Regions from separate parts of the Sus scrofa genome. Here region 2 is linked to region 1. The links are chromatin contacts, called in public Hi-C maps. All regions are on one chromosome and are shown on one strand. Each heading gives the region's core, a stretch centred on a gene start, on an enhancer-like site or on the middle of the called end of the contact. The rest is flanking DNA. Distances are from core to core; before and after follow the strand shown. Region 1 holds the start of EMSY (BRCA2-interacting transcriptional repressor EMSY). Region 2 has its middle 43 kb from the start of THAP12.

Region 1 (4,055 bases), core at 532-3,031:
CCAGAGCATGTTCACTTGAGGGTCTGTTAGAAATACAGGACCTTAGGCCCTACTCAATCAAAAGGTGTCCCTTGTTTTATTTTTTTTGGCCACACTCGTGGTCCGCAGAACTTCCTGGGTCGAATCTGTGCCACAGCAGTGACAATGCCAGATCCTCAACCCACTGAACTCCCCGAGATGTGTACTTTCACAAAACACGCAGCTGGTTCTTTGAAGTTTTGAGAACCACAAATCTAGAGCAGACTCTAGAGCCAAACTGCTTTGGTTTAAATCCCAGGTTTACAACTTACTTATAATGGGTAGCTTCGGGCAAGCTTTTTAACCTCCTTTCTATACCTCAGTTTCCTCATTTGTAATTAGAGAACCTAGTTTCTCCCTCATAAAGTTGTTTTAAGGATGGAATGAATTAATACTTGAAATGCTTAAAAGAGTACTTGGCATTTAGCAAGCCCAAGAATAAGCTATAATACTTCTTGGCTCACACACTACTTATTATGGTCAGGGTCAGTTTTATCTTTGGAAAGCAGCCTGTCTTTCCATTTCTACTCCACTACCTGTCACCCTGACATTCGTCTTAGAGGAAGACACTTGAAGTCAGAAGACCGGGGATTATAAAGCCCAATTCTCTTCAATTCCCAGCTTTGTGAAATTTGGTGAATTCTTGACTATCTGTGTTTTTCGCATTCATAGTAGGGGGTACTCTGAATTATACCTGCCTCACTAAGATACTATGAGCCTCACCTCAAACAACGTATGTTAAACTATATTAAAGTTTCATTCACCATCTTTCCAAAAGTTCTTAACAATAACCACTTTCCTGGGCCTCAGAAAAGATTTTTAGCTAATGAGCAAATAGCACACAAATGCTGTTATTTATTTTCTCTTCGTAATTTACATCTCCATTCAAGTACAGCCTCACGTTTGTACAGTGGTCCAAAATTGAAAAACAATTTTCTCCTACGCTGTACCTCACAACATCCCCATAGGATAATATTAACCCAATATTTTACAAGAAAACACTCCTTCCCACTTGAACATTTTTTTAGAAAAATCAGATTCGATGTTATGTACAAAATTACAAGGGCGGGCAGTCACAACACTCGAATGGACCTTCAACAATAGCAGGCACTGGCTTCGATCTTTGGCAGCCATTAACTATATACTGGACCCTTTTTTTTCATCTGTAAAATAGGAGCGACAATACCCTCTTCACACACTTGTTCTGTAGTTAAATAAGAACAAAGGCTGAAGAGTGAACCTACCACGCCGCAGAGCCTCAAACAAATGCCTTTGCCTTCTTGCCTCTGACAGATAGAGCACTAGCATTCCCACTGGACACGGGTTGAAACCCGAAGTCGAGAACGCTCGAATTGTCCTTCTCCACTTGCAATTCCGCGCCCCCTCCAGATCGGGTCCGCGCCACTAGGTTGTCCACGGTGACACGTCTCGTAGCGTGGATTCTCTCTCCTCCAGCTGCGGCTGGCGGGCCTGGAAGCCGCTTAGAATTGCTCCCAAGCCGCTGAGGAATCCGATCCTAACCCTATACGGCCATACCGGCACGAAGCTGCTTTCCCACTGCCCCTAACACCCCCCCACCAGGGTAAAGGTCGCGGGAAAACCTCAGCTCCATCCGCCGACGCCATCTTGACCGGTACGTGTGACGCCACACGTAGCGGAGAGCGCAGCCCATTGGCTCAGAGATCGCAGCGGAGGAGAGGCGCGAGAAGCGGCGAGGAGGGGTTGGAGAAGACGCCAGGGAAACTACAATCCCAGCCTTCCTTGCGCGTGCGACTGCACTCTGAGAGCGAAAGAGGAGGGCGTTTGGCCTCGGACCACAACTCCCAGCACTCCCTGCGAGGTCTCTCCTTTCCTTTCAAAACCTGGAGGAAAAGAGGGACGCGGAGAATGGAGGCCTTCTGGTGTCCGTTCTCCGAAAGGCGGGAAAGGCAAACTACACCTCCCGACTGGCAGCGCGCCGCTGCGCCTGCGCCCTGATACCTGTCGCCATCTTGCCCCTTCTGAGGCACCGCAAACAAACCCAATTCCTGGTGTCCCCTAGTTTTGGCGGAGGAGCCTTTTAGATGAGCCCAGAAAGGCCGGGCAGGTGAGTGACTCTCAGACAGGGCGCTGGGAAGAGCTGGCAGGGTAGCCAGTCTGGAGGAGCGCCGGACCAAGCAGTCGGAGCCCGGCTTGGGGTGGCCAGTCCCATCCTCCGTTGTCTCCTAACGGGATCGTGGGGCTCCCCGAGGTGGGCTGAGGGGGGCTCTGGCACGCCTGGTGCTGGGATTGCGGGGGTCCAGCTCTGGGAGCCTCCCGGTAAGTCTCGGTCGTCTGCCTGGCTGTCCGAGCGTCCACTGTTTCTTTCCGTTGTCCTCTGTGCTGAGGAGGGAGCGAGGCGCTGATGCCTCCCGGGGCCCCTGCCTCCGGCTACTGGTCCTGCGAGGACTTGGGTCGCAAGCTTGACATTGAAGTGGGTACTGAGTGGCATCGGTGAGGAGGGTGGGCGGGCTGCTCTTGTTGTGGTGCTGCGGGAGTGAGTGCGTGTTTGGGGAGGGGGCGGGGCGGGCTTGCCTCCTTGACACTTGAGTAAGGGGAAGGATTAGATAGGATTCGGGTTCCCGGAGCCCGCTCCGGGAACCTCTGCCCAGGTCTCCAGTGCGGTCCGGCCCCGCGGTGGGGTCCGCCGGCGGGGACGCGTCGGGATGCCGTGACGTGGTGCTTGATTCCGGCGGTCGCCGGCCGCCTCCAAGATCCTGTCGGGAGGCGGGGACTGGCTTGTGGAGGGAGCGGATTCCTTTGGCTCTGCCCCTTCTTCCTCCTCCCCACCCCTTTTCTTTATGTCATTCTGCCGACTGGGGCGCGCAGTCCTGTTCTCCTTGCCCTGGGTTGGTTCTCAGCTCAGAGGACTATGGGAAGTAGGGGGAGGGGGTTCAACTCCAGGCATGGAGTTGGAGTTGCAGCCCCAGCGCCAGGAACGGGATGTAGCAGTTATTTCGGGTCGGTGCTTGACTCCTAGAATAGGTAGTGAGCTCGCTCAGGCATGCATGCATGCATGCATTCATTCATTCAGGTTACTCGCTGTTCTCAATCATTCATTTATTTGTTTAACAAATATTTATCGCGGATCTACCGTATGCTAAGCAGGTATTATGCAAGCGCCCAGCGCTGTTGTCTTTTTCTCTACACCAAGGAATTCCCAGTGCCAAGTTCCTGACATCTAAATGTTTGGTAAATGGTTTTTTTTCTTTTTTCTTTCTTTCTTTCTTTTTTTTTTTTTTTTAAGCTTGCGGGGTGTAAATTCATCTTTCATTGTTAGGATTTGAGAAAATACTTTATTAAGTTCCAATAACCCGCTTAACATCCTAGGAACTTGACATATTTTTTTATCATGTAATTCAGTGAGAATGCCTGCAGAAGTGACTTGCCCAAGATTACAAAAGTAGTGGCACCTATTTATTAAATAATGAGCTAGACACTAGGATAAGACCTTCACATACACTGGTCTTTAATATTCATAATAAACTAAGTGGTAAAACCTCAGTTTTGCAGATGTGAAAACTTAATCATCAGATAGGCCAATTTACCCAGGACCACACAGCTGGTAAACTGAAAACTTGAACTAGAACCTAGAGTGATAGGCTGGAATAGTGAGCTCCCAGGTGGTTAAATTCTTCATTTGTCAGAAGTTGGAAAGGGCGGTGGTGAAATAGGATTGTGAGCTATTCTTACTGGTTTTGCTTCTTAGTGTGTAGATCTCCAGGTTGAGTGGCCTTTTGCATATACTTTCATAATTCGAATTTTTGGTTTTGTTTTGCTAGGGAAGACAAGCTCTTTGGGGCTACCAAAAAGAAGCAACAATGCCTGTTGTGTGGCCAACACTTTTGGATCTCAGCAGGGATGAATGCAAAAGGATTCTTCGAAAATTGGGTATGATTTTCATTTTCGCTGTTTTCTGCCATCCTGTGGTCCTTTTCCCTATCAGTCTGGGTCATGGCTGCCTGTGTGGATGTCATGTTTCATGCTGTGTTAGAAATGCTTTGGAGGTATAGTTCTTG
Region 2 (4,055 bases), core at 581-3,080, 100 kb before region 1:
GAAGCTGTTTCCATCCAGAATCCTATCCTAGCCAAGTGACTATCAAAGATGTGGATGGAATAAAGGTTTTTGGGTTTTTTTTGGTCTTTTCTTTTCCCTAGGGCTGCACCCATGGCATATGGAGGTTCCCAGGCCAGGGGTCGAATCAGAGCTGTAGCTGCCGGCCTACACCACAGCCACAGCCAAGCCACAGCCACGCAGGATCTGAGCTGTGTCTGCAACCTACACCACAGCTCACGGCAATGCCGGATTCTTAACCCACTGAGCAAGTCAGGGATCAAACCTGCGTCCTCACGGATGCGAGTCAGGTTCTTACCACTGAGCCACCACAGGAACTCCCTAAAGACATATTGAGTCATGTAAGTTCTCTGCATACATTCTCAGGAAGCTACTGGAGGATGTGTTTCAACAGAAATGAGTGAGTAAACCATACAGAAGAGGTCATGGCATTGAAGGAAGAGAAGAGGCCACAAAGGAGGTGGGGGAGAATCCCCAGGCCAGCGGTTGTGCAGTAGGAAGTAACTCATCCTGACGGGAACAGGATGGAAGACTCTAGAAGGGATTCCTTCAAGAAGATGAAATCGGTCCATTATCCAACACATTTAAACACACCGAGAGGAGATTACATAACTGTAATTGTGACGCAGGAAAGAAGAAGTAATCATAGACTATTACATGGCTCACGTGTCAACAGCATTTACACGGCCTAATAATGTAAACAGTGAATATGGTTCCAACCGAAACTGTGACAATTATACAGGATGGCAGGGAACACAGACGGAGATGTGCCTGTGGAGGGAGCAAGGAGAAAGTGTGGGTGTGTTGGAGAAAGGTATTTAAAACAAAAAAAAAAAAAAAAAAAAAAAAAAATCAAGAAGTAGCAATATAAGGGAATAATTTAGAATTGAAAGTCATTGCCTCTGCAGAGTGTGAAATGATCTGAGTGTGTGTGTGTTGAGGCAGGGACTGCTGCTTTCCATTACAAGCCTTATAGAATTTCTAAATTATGTGCATGTATAGCTAAAGGTTAAAAAAATTTTTTTTTTTTTTGTCTTTTTATGGCCGCTTTTTTTCCCCTAGGGCCGCAGCCACAGCAAATGGAGAGTCCCTGGCTAGGGGTCGAATCAGCGCTGTAGCCTCTGGCCTATGCCACAGCCACAGCAACACAGGATCTGAGCTGCGTCTGCAACCTACACCACAGCTCACAGCGACACCAGATCCTTAACCCACTGGATCCTAGCCAGATTTGTTTCCGCTGTGCCACGACAGCGGAAACAAATGACAATATTTTTACATTGAGTCATATAAAGCCCCTAAGCCAAGGTCCCTAGTGGCAGGAAGGCAGTCATTTTCAGCAGAAGGCTTCGCCTAACAGTGGCCAGGCCTGAAATGCCAGCAGGAGAGGAACATTCTGGGAGATGCTGGGGGGCTGAGCTGAGTAGGCAGTTCATCTGTGGAGGGCAGGTTCCAATGCCACGCCTTCGGGGGTCTTCTGTGGTCCCTGCAACTCCATAGGATGCTTCTGTCCCCTTCACCGCTCGTCCCATGTCATCCCACTCTCATTACTGTCACCACTGGCCTCATCTCTCTCACCAGGCTGTGAACTCCCCAAGGACAGTGACTTCAGCCAAGTGACACAGAGAAGCTGTCCAGTAAATATTCGCTGAATGCACCAACAGTCCGGCACCCAGCGAGGCGTGGGCGCATACTTATTGAAGGGAATAACAGTAATTGAACAGAAAGGATCTTCTGCCTTAGAATCACGCTCCCCTGGGTTTTGGGCACGAAGCAAGTCCTGGGTGAGTGTGCATTGCCTTGGCGGAGCGGGCGGAGCCTCCCGGCCTCCCAGCCTGCTGCGTGATGTTAAGAATTTCGTAACCTTTCAGAAGGCTGCCAGGATTTCTCCATGTATTAGTAAAGAGGAAAAAAAGGTAGGGAATGGTTTTCTGGGTCTGGGAGGATTGACCTGGGAATTGAGGGGTCGGGGAGAGAGGAGATGGTACACAGAAGAGCCCCCAGGGATTCGCAGGTGTCTAGGAGGGCGGGTAGGGGGGCGGGAAGAGTAGGAGCCAATGGAAATCTGCAAAAAAGCAGGCTGCGTGGGGGCGCGGGTCAGCCCCAGCATCTCTGCCCAATGCCACTCCCCCTCACTGCGCTTCAGCCCTGGCTTCCAGCAGCTGGCGGCGCCCAGAGGGACATTTGTCCAAATCCTCCCTCTCTCCCAGAACTGGGCGGGCAGAATCCCAGGCCAGCCCCGTTTCCCTCTGGGCTCAGGGAGCGCCACGGAGTGCTCACACGACCTGGGACGTGAGATCACCTAGCCACATTTTAAGTTCTACAGGTGGGTAAATGGTTTGGTTTTTTTTTTTAATGGCTGCACCCACACCATATAGAAGTTTTCAGGCCAGGATCAAACCCGCTCCTCCGCAGCAACCCAAGCCACTGCAGTTGGATTCTTAACCCTCTGTGCCACAGCGGGAACTCCCCAGGTGTGTAAATTTTAAATAAAGAAGTGAGAGACCAACCTAAAGTTACCAGCTTTTTATTTTGCTTGGTAAAGATTTAAAAAAGAACTAGCAAAACGTTCTATTTCTTGATCTGGGTGGTGGTTATAGAGTGTGAACTTGGTGGAAACAGATCAAGCTGGACACTTGTGAGCAAGATGATTCTATGTGTTAGACTTTGTAAAAAGTTTATGCAAAGAATTGCCATGTACTATCACACCATCATTTCATCTTTATGAATAGACTTTCTTGGCGTCCCGTCGTGGCTCAGTGCTTAACGAATCCGACTAGGAACCATGAGGTTGTGGGTTCGATCCCTGCCCTTGCTCAGTGGGTTAAGGATCCGGCATTGCTGTGAGCTGTGGTGTGGGTTGTGTGTGCTGTGGTGTGGTCGCAGACGCGGCTCAGATCCCGTGTCACTGTGGCTCTGGTGTAGGCCGGTGGCTACAGCTCCAGTTAGACCCCCAGCCTGGGAACCTCCATATGCCGTGGGAGTGGCTCAAGAAAAGGCAAACAAACAAACAAACAAAAAAAGAATAGACCTTCTTTTTTTTAGGGCCACACCCGTGGCACACTGAAGCTCCCAGGCTAGGGGTAGAATCAGAGCTACAGCTGCCTGCCTGCACCAGAGCCACAGCAACCTGGGATCTGAGCCGGTCTGTGACCTACACCACAGCTCACGGCAACGCCAGATCCTTAACCCACTGAGCAAGGCCAGGGATAAATCTGCAACCTCATGGATCCTAGTTGGATTTGTTTCCTCTGCAGCACAACAGGAACTCCAAGAAAAGTTATTTTGATGCTATAAAATGGGAAAGGCATAATCTCAATAAAGGATAGTCCGTCCTTCTACAAAGAGGCAGTGGTACATTTATAATACCACACTTTGCATGGACGATAGTAAAAAAAATTCCAGAGGAGAAACAACTAAAGCTTTATTCCACATATTATGCATACACTGCTTTTGCCAATTTAGGAGTCTATATCCAGCCTGTTTTTAAACTTTTATCAGAGTTGTTGAGGAAAATCCTGCTTCACTTGGTTATCGTGAGGGAAATAGAAGCCATACCCACTGTAACTTCACTGAATCTGGAACGTTCCTCCAGAGCTGAGAGAGGCTGAGGACCAAGATGGCAACCAGCAGCCCCTGCTCCCCTGTTGCCTGAGGGAAGGAGGCCTGGTGCTGGGGTCACAGCCGGCAGGCACCCTGAGTACCTGGAACAGAGCAGTCAGACCTTTACCAGAAAGGGGCGCTGCAGACTGAGGGGACCTTGGTTAGAGACCCCGGCCAGTCTGCCTCTGTGCTAACTTTTGGGAACCTCACCCCGCCTCCCGCCAAACTCTCACGTGAAGGCCCAGAGAGAGGAAGCAATTTCCCCAAAGTCACACAGCACGTTAGTGAAGAATTGGGGCTAGAACCTGGGTCTCCGGCCTGCAGTCCTGTGCTCTCCCCACCCCTCCTGGCTCTGGGCTCCTGGCAGTCGCCTTTGCTGACCCCAAAAGCGGCTCACAGGTCCTGCGATGCTGCCGTGAACTCTTCAGGGCTCCGGC

What was found. A called contact is a pair of places that touch in the nucleus more often than the background predicts.
Region 2: a contact with region 1 is called in a Hi-C map of liver, with 3 times the contacts expected there. The contact joins the enhancer-like site here to the promoter of EMSY in region 1. A contact is called at or near these places in 5 of 47 Hi-C or Micro-C datasets (fibroblasts, liver, omental adipose tissue and 1 more).

What each region holds. Positions count from the first base shown.
Region 1 is chr9:10,626,272-10,630,326 of Sscrofa11.1, forward strand. EMSY (BRCA2-interacting transcriptional repressor EMSY) reads left to right here and starts at 1,782. Exons shown (of 20, transcript XM_021062538.1): 1 at 1,782-2,104; 2 at 3,819-3,927. The coding sequence starts at 3,858. LOC102163793 (a long non-coding RNA gene) reads right to left here and starts at 1,698. Exons shown (of 3, transcript XR_001298634.2): 1 at 1,263-1,698.
Region 2 is chr9:10,521,686-10,525,740 of Sscrofa11.1, forward strand. No RefSeq gene overlaps it. Among named protein-coding and RNA genes, the nearest start is that of THAP12, 43 kb to the right of the region's middle. Within about 2 kb of position 1,831, at least 11 of the 83 cell types and tissues checked have an H3K27ac peak or open chromatin away from gene starts, as enhancers often do. A contact at or near this core is called in liver and omental adipose tissue, where this site is marked.